2 separate regions of the Mus musculus genome follow, and region 2 is linked to region 1. A link is a contact called in public HiChIP or PLAC-seq data. All regions are on one chromosome and are shown on one strand. Each heading gives the region's core, a stretch centred on a gene start, on an enhancer-like site or on the middle of the called end of the contact. The rest is flanking DNA. Distances are from core to core; before and after follow the strand shown. Region 1 overlaps Hipk2 (homeodomain interacting protein kinase 2). Region 2 overlaps Tbxas1 (thromboxane A synthase 1, platelet).

Evidence for each region. HiChIP or PLAC-seq counts read pairs in DNA pulled down with a chosen protein or histone mark.
Region 2: an H3K27ac HiChIP or PLAC-seq map of acute myeloid leukemia shows a contact between it and region 1, with 6 times the contacts expected there. The contact joins two enhancer-like sites. A contact is called at or near these places in 9 of 39 promoter capture datasets (the 3T3-L1 cell line, the C10 cell line, cranial neural crest and 5 more), 4 of 484 Hi-C or Micro-C datasets (adipose-derived mesenchymal stem cells, bone marrow-derived macrophages and myeloid progenitors) and 3 of 115 datasets of contacts at active chromatin or transcription factors (acute myeloid leukemia, large pre-B cells and microglia).

The regions. Positions count from the first base shown.
Region 1 is chr6:38,712,630-38,715,774 of GRCm38.p6, forward strand. All of the region lies in intron 12 of Hipk2 (homeodomain interacting protein kinase 2), which reads right to left. Among named protein-coding and RNA genes, the nearest start is that of 4930502C15Rik, 23 kb to the right of the region's middle. Within about 2 kb of position 1,847, at least 25 of the 459 cell types and tissues checked have an H3K27ac peak or open chromatin away from gene starts, as enhancers often do. A contact at or near this core is called in acute myeloid leukemia, where this site is marked.
Region 2 is chr6:39,016,692-39,020,073 of GRCm38.p6, forward strand. Tbxas1 (thromboxane A synthase 1, platelet) reads left to right here. Exons shown (of 13, transcript NM_011539.3): 6 at 1,201-1,289. Among named protein-coding and RNA genes, the nearest start is that of Gm23010, 4.7 kb to the left of the region's middle. Within about 2 kb of position 1,475, at least 11 of the 459 cell types and tissues checked have an H3K27ac peak or open chromatin away from gene starts, as enhancers often do. A contact at or near this core is called in acute myeloid leukemia, where this site is marked.

The sequences.
Region 1 (3,145 bases), core at 597-3,096:
TCTGTGGTCACCCTGTGAGTGTTCGTGACCCTTGATGCTTTAGCTGTTGTGCAGAGACTGAGCCACACTGGGAAACAAGCAGCATTTGAGGACCACACTGGACTGAGCCACACTGGGAAACAAGCAGCATTTGAGGACCACACTGGGCGCCTCAAATGCTAGATCTGGGGTAAGCAGCAAGGAGGGGTTCAGACAGAACAATCAAGATGCTCACCTCCCAGGAGAAATGTGGTTTGCTGGCAAGGATGACCAGAGTTAGAGACTGGTGCTTTGAATAAGATGTCCCCAGTAAGTCTTGGGCATATGAATACTTGATCCCCAGTTGTCTGTTTTGGAGAATAAGGAGGCGAAACCTTGATGGAGGAAGTGTGTTGCTGAAGGAAGGCTCTGAGGTTTCAGAGGATTTATGGTTTTGAATTAGTGCTCTTTGTCTCCCCTGTGGTTTGAGATGTAGACTCTCAGCTCTTCCTGTTGCTGACGGATTTAGCTCTGCCATCTGGATTCTAACCCTCTAGAACCATAGCCCCAAATCAACTCATCTGTGAGTTGCCTTGGCCATGGTATTTTACCATAGTAGAAAAGTAACTGGTCAGAGTGTCTCCAAAGCTTGAACAGAAAGCGGGAGGATAGGGGATGCTGTTCAGCTTTGGAGCCCATGGCCAAGTGCTTTTTTGTTTAGGTGCAAACAGTATAGTCTTGGTTTTCTAGGCCTGATGCTTTTCCTTGAACTTCTTCGAGCCTTCTGACAAATCCCTCATTTCCATCTAAGGGGAAATGCCTCAAAAACCATTCCCATGCCCACCCCATTTCCTCCAACATTCTTCCTTCTCTTGGATAAGGCTTGCTTCTGGGACACTCTGTTTGCTCCCCTTTGGCACTCTGCCACATCAGTCACCTCACTTAAGTCTGCAACTCTCTCCTAAACTCTCCTGAGACTTCGCTAGCTTCTCTGGAGGAGATGTTCTACTTCCTGTCAGAGTGATTTGTACGTGTCTTGTCACGCTTATTATCTGCAAGCCTCAAGAAGAGAGAGTCTGTCCCCTTATTTGTATACTACTTGAAGTTCCAGCCATACTGTCTTACAATGGTGGGGCGGTAAATAGTCACTGTGTTAAATTTCATGGTAATTACAATTTCCAGAACACATAATCGTAAGTTCCTTTACTTTCTAGTTGTTAAATACAGTCATGGTTACGTGATACAATTACACAGTGGTTTTTCTATTAAGAGCTATTGGCTTCAACTAGACTTTTCTATCTTTTTGGGTCCTGAACTATTTTCTAAGGCAACAATCATATCTCTGCAGTAAGTATCACTACTGCATCTTCCTCTGCAAGCTCCCTGTCACCAGGGTGGGTGGTTGAGGCCCTTTACCATCGCTTTGTGGTTTAGTCTGCAGTGCAGTCCCCTGTATTTCCTATGTATCATGCCCCTGTGTTCAGGGTGTGGTTCCTCACATGTCACCTACCCCTGGTTGCTGTCCACCTTTACTCTGGGCCTCGGAGTCATTTTTATCACAGTTCTCACAAGCTGCCACGCATTTCATTAGGTTTCCTCCAAGGGACACAGTTCCACATTGCACTTCCTTCCGCTTTCAGTCCTCCTGGCTCTCTGGCCGCTGCAGAGATGGCACTCGCTGTCCTGCCCTCCTACTCTCTAGTCAAGCCTCTCCTGAGCCACTCGTGTTCAGAACTGCTGTCAATTCACATCTCAGACTTCAAAAGCGACATTGCAATCTAGTTGACAGCCAGGTCTTTAAATTGCTTTTGCGTTTCTCCAGCTGTGCTCAGGACTGCTCAGCTTTTCTTAAACAGCGCTACAAATATATGCACAGGCTTCCCCAAGCCAGGGGCCAGTCTGGGGCAAGAAGAGTCTTCCTCTCTGGAAGGAGACCAAGCCCTTAACATTCTCAGGTTTGGACGGATGGAACACGGACTCAATTTGGGGGCTATAGTCACAAAACAAAGTGAGGCCAGTTCTGGAACAGGCGGAAGAATGTAAAGTAATATTACGGTGCAAAACCATGTGCCTGGCCTCACCAACCCTCTGTCCCTCAGACAGATAGCAGATGGCAGGGACAGAAACACAACAGTGCAATATCAAATTACACTGATAACCACACTGAGCCACTCAGCAAGAAAAACAACACACATACTAGTCCCACTGCTGAAAACTCAGACTCCTTGCCTTAACCTGGAAGGTGAACGGACTGCATGCCGTAGGAACGGCTATGGTGAGAATTAACCTGAAGGTGAACGGGCTGCACGCTGTAGGAACGGCTATGGTGAGATTAACCTGAAGGTGAACAGGCTGCACGCCGTAGGAATGGCTATGGTGAGATTAACCTGAAGGTGAACGGGCTGCACGCCGTAGGAACGGGCTGCATGCGAGACTAGGCTTTAGCTGAACATTTAGTAATGACTGCAAGCATGAAAATTATCATCATCAAAACCACTTGTGATGAATAATGAACAGCATTACATCTAATCAGGAATAAACAATTTGGGCCTAACTATGAACAAGGAACTCTGCACCTAGTTGTGGGAGACACTAGGGTGACTGGAAGCTCTGGCTTGGGGTGGCAGGGGCCTCTTCCCTGGTTTCGCTCCTAATGCAAAGGTCCTGGCAGGGTATGGCTGTGTGACTGTGGGTTCTGTGAGGCCTAACGTCCTCGGGGCACAGAAGGTGACTGTACACGGTCTGGGCCACCTGAGCTGGCGGCTCAGGAAGGAGGCATGTTTGCTGAGTCTGGTTGCAAAGTGTAGAAAAGAGGCTCTGGTGTCAGAGTTAGCACTCTCACAAATATAATAAATATTTCTTCCCTAGACCCAGGAAGCACACACAGAGTAAAATAAATTATTGCTACTTTGGAATAAACAGTAGTGCTCTCTGGGTATAGAGCCAACTGGCAGTTTGAAGGATTGGGTTAATCAGACATAGGGAAATTTCTGATTAATTGGATAATTACTTCAAATTCTGAGTGAGCCAAGGCAATGTTAAGAGAGACATCCTGACCAGCTGGGAATATATTCAATAGCCGGAGGCTAAAGCTTGTAAGTGTTAAAACTAAGCTGGGACTGGGAGCCTAGTTTTTATAGTCTCATATTCCTAAATGTTTAGGGATTGTAACTATTTTTTAAGGCCA
Region 2 (3,382 bases), core at 225-2,724, 300 kb after region 1:
GAGTGGGGGGTCAGAGGCTGAGAACACTTGTCACTCCTGCAGAGGACCTAGGTTCAGCTTCAGCACCCACATGGTGGCTCACAACCACCTGTAACTACAGTTTCCAGGGGACCCGCTACGCTCTGACATCTACAGGACTAGGCTGGCACGTGGAACATACACATGAAGGCAAAACACTCATGTGCATAAAATCAAATAAATCTGAAAAAAAAATTTAATTTAAATACAGTTTTAAAGTTTCTTTCTAATAATAGTAATAATAATGAAAACCAAACATCAGGCACCATTTCAAAGTATTAGTCCCATAAATGCTCAGAAGAACCTACAGCAGTATTCTGCCTCAGATATGACACTGTTCTAGGATGTGTACTCAGTTGAAAGATCCCCCTTGACAGTTCCAGCCTGGCCCTTCAAATATATAGGAGAGAATGAAAGCCCTTAAAGAGTGCTACCCACCCAAGAGAACGTCTTGGACGTCAAAGGGACGGGCAGCCAAGCCTGCTGTCTAAATGTGCTGGAACCACGGAGGTGTGCACAGCGCTGCTCTCTAGATCTTTCTCTGGGCATTAGAAATTTTCCACAATAAAATATCTTCTTAATGTTAAGAATTCAACAATTCCTCGTGCAGGTCAAGAGTTACCCTGTCTTGGAAGGCGTAAGCAGCTGAAACACAGATGAAAACCCCTCTCTCAGAAATACCATTAAGATAACTTCTGCCTTAATTAAGAAGTTGGAACAGATGACCCTCAGTGCCTCCGGATACTCGAGTCTATGTTCTGGTGGGAGATCTGAAAACTTAATTGGAACAGGCATGCACGGACTTGGGCTAGTTCCAGGGCCAGGACATATAGAGTGTGGTCTACTTGCTTGCTAATGCTCACCACACGCCAGGAAGCCAAGCACCGATTTGAAGTTTTGTCTAAACACTTAGTGATAGCTTTCATAATTATTTCACCAGATCTACGTTTGGTCCTTTCTCCTTTGGTGCATCTACCCCAGAAAGCTCACTTGAGCTTAAGATAGGCATTTATGGACACTGTATTTTACAAATATTATGAATACTTTCTTAATCTTCGCCTCGTGAAAAGCACCTTTGAAATACAGTCTGTTTCCCTAGAAAGCACTGTGGATAACCTTGTCCATCATTGGCAGCCAATTTAGGCACGATGCCCTAATTATACCTCTGCTATCTATTATCAGATGACACCTCTCATCAGCCAAGCCTGTGAACTTCTCGTGGCTCACTTAAAACGCTATGCAGCATCCAGGGACGCATTCAACATCCAGAGGTAAGGCTGCTCCATTACAAGTGAGAAGTCACAATTCTGAGTGGATGATCCTTGCGACAGCACATAATGGCTGGACAATTACCTCGGGAGTTGCAAACCGGAAGCACCAGTCGGTCATAACGGTGTGGGTAGACTGACTAATGAGAAGAAACCCCACCTAAACCACGAAGCAAAGTAACTTGAGCCAGGGATGCCAGCCTAGTGAGGAAAATTCAAATGTGCGGTGGTTAGTGCCTGAGTAGACTTAGCCTCTGGTCTCCAAGGACATGATGGGCAAGATCTGCCAGGGCAGAAGGGACAGGGACTTTCAAGAAAGTACCTAAACTTTCACAAGAAAAATACCGAGGCCAGGCGTGGAGGTACACAGCTTTCATCCCAGCACTTGGGAGGCAGGGGCAGGTAGATCTCTGAGAGTTTGAAGGTCACTGGTCTACATAGGAAGTTCTAGACCAGAGCTGCACAATGAGGCCCTGCCTAAAAACAAAAAACAAAACAAAACAAAAACCCAAACAAACAAACAAACAAGTGAGCCATGAGGCTGAGGCTGAGCTTGGTTAGTAAAATGTGTGCTTGGCTTGAGCAAAGCCTTGGGATTGATCGATCACCAGCATCAGTACCACATGAAGCCAGGCATGGTAGTACACATCTATAGATCCATACTCTGGATATTGTTCACGTGGGGAATACAAGGCCTGCCTGGAACACCTGAGACTCTGTCTCAAAAAAGTTAAAAATTAAAAAAGATAATGTAAATAAGGTATATTATCTGACCCACTACAGAAACTAAGGCCAGAAGAACACAAGTTCAAGGCCTGCCTGGGCTACAGTGAGTTTAAGGCCATTCTGGGTGCTTTAGTGAAATTGTTTCTCAGAATAAAAAGTTAAGGGGCTGGAGAGATGGCTCAGCAGCTAAAAGTACTTTTTTGCTCTTCTAGAAGACCCGGGTTCAAGTCCCATCATCCATGTCAGGTGGCTCACATCTGTCTGTAACTTTGGTTTCAGGGTATCCGGCGCCCTCTTCTGGCCGCTGTGGGCACTGCAGGCATGTGGTGGTATATATATATATATATAAATATACTCAGGCAAGCACTTATACACATAAATAAACGACTAAATCTCTAAAAGTGAAAATGGTGATTGGCTGGGGAATATAGTTCGAAAGGATAAAGTGCTTCAGCATATACGAGACCCTAGATTCAAATCTCAGTTCAGCTTAATATATTAATAAATAAATAAGTAGTGATCGTTTGTGCCTAGCAGCCACAGCTCAGTGGTGGGCAGGAGAGTGGTGTTAGGTGTATATAGCTGGCAATTTAAGCAACTGACTGACTTTTCTCCTAGCAACCTTTAGATGCTCTAAGCTAAATCATGGCTGGCAGCAGACTGGGAACAGAATGACTGCAGATCAGCCACAGCTGACTCAGAATCATCACTGCCAACAGAACTAGAGGCTAGTCAATGGCAGCGTTTATGTTGTTCCCAGCTGTCAACAAACCTTCTCGCCCACACTCTCCCAGAGTGTAAGATAAGGTGGCCCCCTCTGCTATTAAAGCAAAGCAAATAACTCTTCGGTCCTGGAACCCTCAAGCACTAGGGTCTGCTGGGATCGCACTCAGGAGCCATGCACACTTTTTGCATCAATGGGGAATCGGTGACCAATCATAGCAATGTTTTCAATATAAGTCGTCAACATTTCAGAGTCATCAAGTGATTTATTCTCTAGTGATAAGCTGGTGGCTGTGGGGCCCATGCAGAAGAACTAACTGTATCAATGACAAGCACAGATGTTACAGTTGTGAAAGAGTATCAATAGCCCAGGTATTAGACTCCTTAGAAAAAATCCTTAAGACGTCAATGCCTGTAAGAAAACAAAAAGAAGGATTGTAAGGACCGGGGAGGTGACTCGGAGGCCAACGGTAAGCTGAGAAAGCTTGCTGACCCAAGTGTGACCCTCAAGACCCACACAAAGGTGGAAGGAAAGAACTGATACCACCAAGTTGTCCTATGTCCTATGTGATGTGCACTGTGACACACACATGTATACCATGTCCCCAGCATGCCATGCACACACTAACACACACACACACACACAC